Regions from separate parts of the Mus musculus genome. Here regions 2 and 3 are each linked to region 1. A link is a contact called in public HiChIP or PLAC-seq and promoter capture Hi-C data. All regions are on one chromosome and are shown on one strand. The core of a region is the stretch at or near the end of the contact, and the rest is flanking DNA. Distances in the headings are between cores, read along the strand shown. Region 1 holds the start of Ebf3 (early B cell factor 3). Region 2 holds the start of Nkx6-2 (NK6 homeobox 2). Region 3 holds the start of Insyn2a (inhibitory synaptic factor 2A).

Evidence for each region. Promoter capture Hi-C pulls out the DNA fragments that hold promoters and counts their contacts. HiChIP or PLAC-seq counts read pairs in DNA pulled down with a chosen protein or histone mark.
Region 2: an H3K27ac HiChIP or PLAC-seq map of embryonic stem cells shows a contact between it and region 1, with 10 times the contacts expected there. The contact joins the promoter of Nkx6-2 here to the promoter of Ebf3 in region 1. A contact is called at or near these places in 5 of 39 promoter capture datasets (embryonic stem cells, hippocampal neurons and pre-B cells), 15 of 484 Hi-C or Micro-C datasets (B cells, LSK cells, embryonic stem cells and 1 more), 7 of 115 datasets of contacts at active chromatin or transcription factors (embryonic stem cells and stem cell-derived neural progenitor cells) and 1 of 9 other capture datasets (embryonic stem cells).
Region 3: a promoter capture Hi-C map of hippocampal neurons shows a contact between it and region 1, with 4 times the contacts expected there. The contact joins the promoter of Insyn2a here to the promoter of Ebf3 in region 1.

The regions. Positions count from the first base shown.
Region 1 is chr7:137,313,146-137,315,845 of GRCm38.p6, reverse strand. Ebf3 (early B cell factor 3) reads left to right here and starts at 1,401. Exons shown (of 16, transcript NM_001113414.1): 1 at 1,401-2,066; 2 at 2,172-2,328; 3 at 2,690-2,700. The coding sequence starts at 1,933.
Region 2 is chr7:139,581,388-139,584,087 of GRCm38.p6, reverse strand. It overlaps Nkx6-2 (NK6 homeobox 2), which reads left to right and starts at 1,291. Exons shown (of 3, transcript NM_183248.3): 1 at 1,291-1,954; 2 at 2,035-2,207; 3 at 2,400-2,700. The coding sequence starts at 1,549. The coding sequence ends at 2,654. Gm33031 (a long non-coding RNA gene) reads right to left here and starts at 1,292. Exons shown (of 7, transcript XR_003946896.1): 1 at 1-1,292.
Region 3 is chr7:134,937,013-134,939,712 of GRCm38.p6, reverse strand. It overlaps Insyn2a (inhibitory synaptic factor 2A), which reads left to right and starts at 1,283. Exons shown (of 4, transcript NM_001143802.1): 1 at 1,283-2,001. All of the region lies in intron 27 of Dock1 (dedicator of cytokinesis 1), which reads right to left.

The DNA.
Region 1 (2,700 bases), core at 152-2,651:
TAGCGTGTGGGGGGTCCCCAGATAACGTAAATCGGACTTCGATTTTCCCGATTAATTAAAATATTAACGCACACACACCACCAATTCACAAAAAAAGGAAGAGCTACCCCAGGCCCGGCGGGAAGAGGCTGCCCTGCGACACTTGCGCCCAGAAACCTTTTCTTTTTCTTCTTCTTTTAAAACCAGAAGGGCCTTATTTCTCGTGGCAGGAAAGAGCCTGGGACATCTCCAGGTCGTCCCTTGGGCCTCTGTCGCGCGTCGCACAGATCTCCTTTGGGTGGGCCGAGCGCCTGGGAACCGAATCCGGGCCTCCCGAGCTGGGCCTCCGAGCCCACGCGCTGCCGGCTCCCAGCTGCCCTCCCGGTTCCTCGAAACCAGGTCGGGAAGCCGCAGGGCGCGCGCTCACCCAGGCTGGGAGGCGCAGAGGGCAGGGTCCCTGGCGCCCGCAGTGTCTGCTCTGCTTTTCAGGCGGTTGGAGGTGGGGAGATCTGGCCACCGCACGGACCATGTAACAGGCTGGACACCAGCTCCGGGTCGCCGGAGAGGCTGAGCGCTCTTTCCGTCGGCCCAGAGAGGGCCCAGCCTTCTTTGTCACTGCCGCACCCAAGAACAGGCCAGGGACCCGAAACTCCTGTGGCCACCGGAGGGAGAGGGGGCATCTGGAGGAACCTGTCTCCGACGTGGACCCCGGCCCTGTATTCAGCAGGCTTTGCCGGGGTAGAAAGCATGGGACACCCAGCGGGGCTCAGATGTGGGCACACTGGCCCTTCAGCAGCCTTAGGTCTGCCTAGAAATCAGACTGAGCTGCGCCTCTTGCCCTGGTGGCGGCAGGGAGTGTGGATCCCTAGAAGGGGCATTAGGTACCCTCTTCTCCCAGCCCCTTGTTGTCCCTCCCTCTCCTGGAATCTCCTCCCGCGCGCCTTTCCAGCCTCTTCCTGCTGTTCTCTTTGGGACACCCCAGAGCCAGTGCTGCCCTGGTATTTATTGCATGCGTGTGGGCGACTTGGGGCGCTCCTCCTCCGACCCACGGTGTTTTGACTGTGTGGCAGGTCTTGTGGGCAGGTATAACGGGCCAAGCAGCACTTATGCACTGGCTGCGCTCGCTTCTTTGCGAGATTTATTTGAGCGGGTGGTAACTTCCTCGGCCGCGGCTGGGCTTGTGGAGCCGTGGCGCGTGGCCGGGGGCGGTGGTGGCGCTCGGTGGCGCTCGGAGGCGGCGGGGCTCGCTGGGCTCGCGGGGCTCGGGCCGGCTCGCGGCGCCGTCAGGCAGTCAGTCGGCGAGCGCGGCGGCGGCGGCGGCGAGGGGCGCGGCGAGGGGCGGCCGCTCCCATATATGGCGCAGGCGCCGCCCCCCGACGTCACCCTCTGACAGCGCCGCTCCCGGGGGCTTCGAGTTTTGGCTCCCGGGAAAGGGTCCATTCCTCGGGGAGAGAGGGCTGAGTTTTGTGCGCCTCCGTCCGCTGCGCGCGCCGCTCCAGGCCCCGCCGCGCCCCGCCTGCGCCCGGGACTGCGCCGCGGCACTCACTGCCCCGTTTATTTGTCTTTGGAGCAGGCGGGCCGCGCCAGAAGCGGGCGATCCCGCAGTGTCCTGCAGCCGCGGACGCCGCCTGGCTAGGATGACACCACGTTGAGCGCGCCTGCAAACAACAACAACAACAAGCGCCGCCGCGGCCACCGCGTCCACCGCGCCCTGCTCCTCCGAAGCGTCGCGTCGCCACCGGTGCAGCCCGCCCGCGTCCCCGGCCGTCCGCAGCGCCCGGCCGCCGGTGTATGCGGCGCCTGCCCGGGACGGGCTGAAGCCGGCGGCGGGCCGCACCGCAGGCGCCGAGCAGGGCCAGGGCGGCCAGGGCAGCCTCCTGCCGCCGAGCCCCGAGCGCCGCCGACCGCGGACGCGCTTTCGGCCGGGAGTCGCGGCCGCCGCCAGCAGTGTTCATGTTTGGGATTCAGGAGAATATTCCGCGCGGGGGGACGACCATGAAGGAGGAGCCGCTGGGCAGCGGCATGAACCCGGTGCGCTCGTGGATGCACACGGCAGGCGTGGTGGACGCCAACACGGCCGCCCAGAGGTACGTACCGGCCGCCCCCGCGCGCCTTGGCCCCGGCCCGGCCCGGCCCCCTCCTCCGGCCAGCGCCGCGCTGCTCACCGGGCCGCTGTCCCTTTCCTCCTGCAGCGGCGTGGGGCTGGCGCGGGCGCACTTCGAGAAGCAGCCTCCTTCCAACCTCCGGAAATCCAATTTCTTCCACTTCGTGCTGGCGCTCTACGACAGGCAGGGGCAGCCGGTGGAGATCGAAAGGACCGCTTTTGTGGACTTTGTGGAGAAAGAGAAAGTAAGTGTACACCGGCGATCGCACCCTCCCTCTCCAGGAGTAGGGGGCAGTTGGTGCCCGCGCATGGGGTCCGAGTGCCCCCCTCGGTGGCGGGAGCGCTCCGCCGGGCGACCCCGCCGCCACGTGCGGTCGCACAGGCCCCGCCAAGGGCCGAACAACTTCTCTGTGCCCTCGGACTCACTGGGGGCGAGGGGGAACGCTGGGCTTGCGGCAGGAAAAGTGACATCACCGCGTAGCTGCGAGCCAGGAATCCTGCCTGCAGCGTGTGAGGCCGAGGGGCCTCGGTCCTGGAGGGGGACCGAGCGCGGTGACCGCGCCAGACGCGGCCACGCTAAATGCAATTATTTATCGTTGCTTTCAGGAGCCGAACAA
Region 2 (2,700 bases), core at 42-2,541, 2.3 Mb before region 1:
GATCACTTTTGCCCGTAAGACAGAAACCTTGGAGACCAGGGCAAAAGGGGAAAGTCGTTATTAACAAACTGCACAGGGCCTCTGCTTAAATCGCCAGGACCGGAAACAGTAGATTCTATTTCCACAGGTTGTATCACAATCAGTACTAGGTATTATGAGGTTAACAGTAAGCACTGCTCAAGAGGAGGAAAGAAATAAGCGCCAGCGTGCTACCTTCTCGGATCCTGCTGTGCGCCGCCGCACTAGGTGGCTGCAACTTCAGTTAACTGCCCAACAATTTTATGGAGTGAGAGGCCCCTGTACTAGAAAAGAAATTAAGGCCTAGTGGGCTCTACAGGCCGGGTCTATAGCCAGTGCTCTGTCCGCTAGACTGCAAACGCATACCCAGCCGAAGTCAGTGAGTAAGGTGATCCTTTCGTCCTGGTTCTTGAATTCCAAAACCGCTGCATTCTGGCCCGAGGTCCAGCTTGCCAGAAAGCAATAAGCAGGAGAATTCTGGTCCTGGGCCTCAAAGTCTGGACACGGGTAACCTCCTAGGTGAGTGCCTAATAAGCATAAAAGTTCAAGGGGGACGGCCTAGCCTCTCCCAGATACCCCAACCCAACTTCAAGGATTTCAGAACGGGAGGACAGCATAGGTTGTGTGTGTGTGTGTGTGTGTGGTAGTAAGGTCACCGGTTGCCTGGAGCCATCTAAAGTCAGTGAGTTCAGTTGGCAGAGTTTGGCAGATCTGAGGAAGCCAAATCTATCTGGTCCCTAGAGTCCACCCTTTTTCGTTCAAAATCCACCCAGAAAAGTTATACCCACAAGTTCACAACAGCCCACACCACCACGAGCTGGGAAGGAGAAGGAACCCCAGTACAGGGCTTGGGCCCTGATCCAAGATGGAGTGCCCTGACCTGTGGCGTCCAGCCGTCCCAGGCTCTTCCCTGAACTAAGCATACTGAGCTTGAGCTTTCGGAGTGGATCTTGAAATCTACATTCTTTCGGTCGATAAAATATGTTCTCGTATTTTTTCCTGATTTTCCCATTAAAACCTTTGCCTAACTAAACTCCCATCCAACGGGATTTATTTCATCTCTAGGGAGATAAATCAGGGGGCAAATTTACAGTCCCGGAGGCACCTGCCTCGCTAATGGGCCCTTCATGGAGTGCATGGCCGGCGGGGGCGCGCGCAGACGGGCCGGACGCTGGCCAATGGCCTGGTCGCCAGTGCCTTCAGCCAATCAGCGCGCGCGCCGCGCCCAGGCCCCGCGGTTATCAGTGCGTCCATCCCGCGCGGCGCCGCTCCGACCTGCCCCGGAGCCGCCACTGCCGCTCCCGCCGCCCTTAGTATCCCTGCCTTCTCTCTGACCGCCGCCCATTCAGCGCAACAGCCGTCGGTCCTCTCGCTTTCCCGTAGGGGCCGTCGGCGTTCGTTTGAAACGCGGTCCACCCGTCCCAGCGTAGCCGGCGCTCTTCGGCGCCGCGCGCAAACTTCCCGAGCCGGCGGGTGCGGGCGGTGGCAGCGGGGCCCGGATGGGCGCCCGGGTCGGAGGCGGCGGCGCCCATGGACGCTAACCGCCCGGGTGCGTTTGTGCTGAGCAGCGCGCCTTTAGCCGCGCTGCACAACATGGCTGAGATGAAGACGTCGCTGTTCCCCTACGCGCTGCAGGGCCCGGCGGGCTTCAAGACACCCGCCCTAGGCAGCCTTGGCGCGCAGTTGCCTCTAGGCACTCCGCACGGCATCAGCGACATCCTGGGACGGCCGGTGGGCGCAGCGGGTGGCGGCCTCCTAGGAAGTCTGCCCCGTCTCAACGGGCTCGCCTCGTCTGCAGGTGTCTACTTCGGGCCCGCAGCCGCCGTGGCTCGGGGCTACCCCAAGCCGCTGGCGGAACTGCCTGGGCGCCCGCCCATCTTCTGGCCTGGGGTGGTGCAGGGCTCTCCCTGGAGGGACCCGCGACTGGCCGGCTCCGGTAAGTGGCCCGCGCGGGATTCGGTAAGGAGAGGGGCTGGGCGCGGGCCTCGGACTGCGCTCACTGGCTCTTCTTCGCAGCCCAAGCCGGCGGGGTCCTGGATAAGGATGGCAAGAAGAAACACTCGCGGCCGACTTTCTCCGGCCAGCAGATCTTCGCGCTGGAGAAGACTTTCGAGCAGACCAAGTATTTGGCAGGCCCAGAGCGCGCGCGGCTTGCCTACTCTCTGGGCATGACCGAGAGCCAAGTGAAGGTGAGCTCGAAATGGGCCGGGGTCCAGCAGTATTGAGGCGGGGCCCGGAGTCCGCGTCCTGCGAACGGCCGGCGAGCGGCGGTTCGGCTGCGGCCGGACCGCGGAAAGCGCTGGCGCCAGGCGGGTCCGGAGTGCTGGTCGGGTGAGGCGAGCCTCGGTGCCCGTCTGATGATCCCTCCCCCAAACCCCCAGGTGTGGTTCCAGAATCGGCGGACCAAGTGGCGCAAGCGGCACGCGGCAGAGATGGCGTCGGCTAAAAAGAAGCAAGACTCGGATGCCGAGAAGCTGAAGGTGGGTGGCTCAGACGCGGAGGACGATGACGAATACAACCGGCCCCTGGACCCCAACTCCGATGACGAGAAGATCACGCGGCTTCTCAAAAAGCACAAACCCTCGAACTTGGCGCTCGTTAGCCCGTGTGGTGGCAGCGCGGGGGACGCCTTGTGAGGACGCGGCCAGGCCGGAGAACCCGAGAACCGGGACTCGCGGCATG
Region 3 (2,700 bases), core at 34-2,533, 2.4 Mb after region 1:
AGCCGGCACACAGGCCCTTTCCCCAGCCAGATCCCAGCCGCCTCCAGGCCTAAAGACATAAATGGGCTGGCAATCAGAATTGGGAGAATCTGGGTCCTAAGGGGCATTTTAAAGAGTGGGAGGGACAGAGTCTGGGTTCCTCAGGCTTGGTGCTCTCTCCATGCAAAGGGAAGATATTTTAGAATGACCTCCTCCTGAAACGTGTGGACACATCATCCTACATAGACAATGCAGTATCTTACAGAAAGCCCTTTGAAAGAGCTGAAAGTATATATAAAACAGAGAGCTGGGCTCTATCAGCCCACTGTATGAGGATAGAGCAATGGAGTGGCCTGGAATACTAAGATGGGATACAGGGATAAAAGGATACATAGAAACAAACCAGAGCCTGTCTTCTGTCTGAAAGGTGTGCTTGTAGGGGTGGGTGATTAAGAGCATTTCCCATCTGAATCCCAGTTCATTGGCCAAAGCTTACCACCATGTTATCGGTGGGGGCTACTTTCCAGTATGTCTCAGGTAGGGCTGGGAGACCTGTATGCAAGAATACTTAGTCCCAGTGTCTGCTCCTCAGCCCTGCTAGGCATCGGGGAAGACCCTGAACCTGCATCAGAGAGCTCACAAGACTCTGGTGGAGTTTGGGGTATATGCTGGGAATTGTCCTCTGTTCATGCTAAAGAAATCTCTTTTCCGAGTTTATTTAACTCTGATCAAAACAAACACAATCTCCCACTGCCTCTCTAGGGGGGTGAGGGGCAGAGGGACTAGGAGGTCCAGATGAGGAACAGTGGAGATGCCTGCTCTGACATGTCCACAAATTATCAGGATGCAACAGAGCTGATAGGCAGGCAGACACTCTCTACTTTGTCCCTAGGCCAATAAACAGGTCTGCGTTTCAAATCCTTATTTGAGGGACAGACTCCTGGTTGGTTACAAACGTAAAAAAATGCAAGAGAAACCTTCATCCCTAGTCTCTCCAAAGACACATCTGCAGGTGAGGGGGCGGGCGCCTTGCCCAGATGTCCACTCCCATCTAGGGTATTAACTACCCAGCAGGGGTAGGCTGGTTGACACCACAGAAAGCCATCAAGCAGGGTTTCCTATAGACAGCCCCACTCCTGAAGAAGAAATCAATAGGGTCCCCGTGCCTGCCTGAGGTGGCTCCTAGGTAGACTCAACAAGTTCCAGGGGCCCCGCAGCGCCGCCTGCAGCTCAGAAACCCTAGGAATGTGGCTGAGGAGCTCCGCGCACAGGCAGCAGCCAGCGGCTGCTTCCAGCACCTCCTCCTTCTCCTCCTCCTCCTCTTGCCCGCGATCCGTCTCTGGCTGGAGGGGCTCCTTCACGCGCCCGGCCCCCGCCCCACGCACGCGGCCTGGCCCGCCCCCGCCCCACCCCCGCCCCACGGGCCCCGGGGCTCCGCCCGCCTCGGTGGCAGGCGAGCGCACAGGCGACTGGCGCGCAGCTCCCGGTGCCCTCTCTTCAGTCCTCTGGCCGCTCGGCTGCATAGAGTAGCCGGGACCTGGTGCCTCGGCCAGGACTCCCCTCCCGCTCCCTCCCCGTCTCCGCCCCCTCCTCCCGGCCCCGGCTCCCGGATCTCGCCGAAGACAATTGCAGTAAATGAGGACATCTGAGGAGCACGGAGCCGGGTGGCTGTGGCTGGCTCCGCCGCGCCGCGATCGGGCGAGCGCGCGGGCGTCCCCGGAGCCGGCCGAACCACTGCCTCCCCGTGCGCGTCGCTGAGCAGGAGCCGAAGGGACTCGAGCTGCGGCGCGGGGGCCGGCCGGGCCGGGCGGGCCGGGCCCGTGGCAGTGGAGGGGGCGGGCGGCGGGCACGCAGCTGGCCAAGTCTCCGGAGCCGAGCCTCCTTCAGCGCGAGCCCGGAGATCCTTGCCGTGGATGCTCTGCCCCGAGTGCTCCGTGCCGCGCCAGGCTTGCCAGGGTCCGCGGCAAGACATGCCCGAGCCAGGCGCTGCACCGACCTCCACTTATCAGTAAGCAGCCAAAGGTAAGCAGAGCCCAGCATGCCCTCCTCCTGCACCCCAAGCCCTCTGTACTTGACCGCTGGCAGATGGGCGCAGACCCTGGCTCTTGCGCACGCAATAGCCCCTAAACTGGCTTCGCCTAGGTCCGGGACGGCGGGTGTAGCCCAGTGTAGACCCGGTGGCGGGCAGCGGCGAAGGTGGGGGGCGAGGTTACGCAACTGCATCTGGCAGGACCTAGTCGCCCAGGGGCATCTGGCAACTTTGGCTACAGTCTTGGAGGAGCGGGAATATGATGTCTATTCTAGACAAACGCCACAGCCTTGTGAGCACAGGACATCCTTGGCCAGGCAGAACTGGGCGGGAGGGGGTTGGGGGCTCTGGGGACGACCATCTCCCTGGAACGTTCGAGGTTTTGAAAGTATTATCCAAACTAAAGCGAACTGCCAAGTACAGTACAGCTGATTAACTTCAGGGAGATGGGGGGAATAAGTCTGAGCAGAGGGGCCCTGCCGCCTGCTGTTGAGCAAAGACCGAAGCAGGAGAGAAGGCAAAAAATGCCCACGTGAAATGTTGGTCTCTTCTCTTGGTTACGGGTATAGGCACCTTCTCTGAGCTGGGGTCTGCACCCCGCTGAGCTTCCGAGTGCACATGCCTGACCTGCACAATCGTGGGAAACCAACCGATGCTGCGGATCCTAGGGAGCTAGTGAGGGCAGGAAAGAG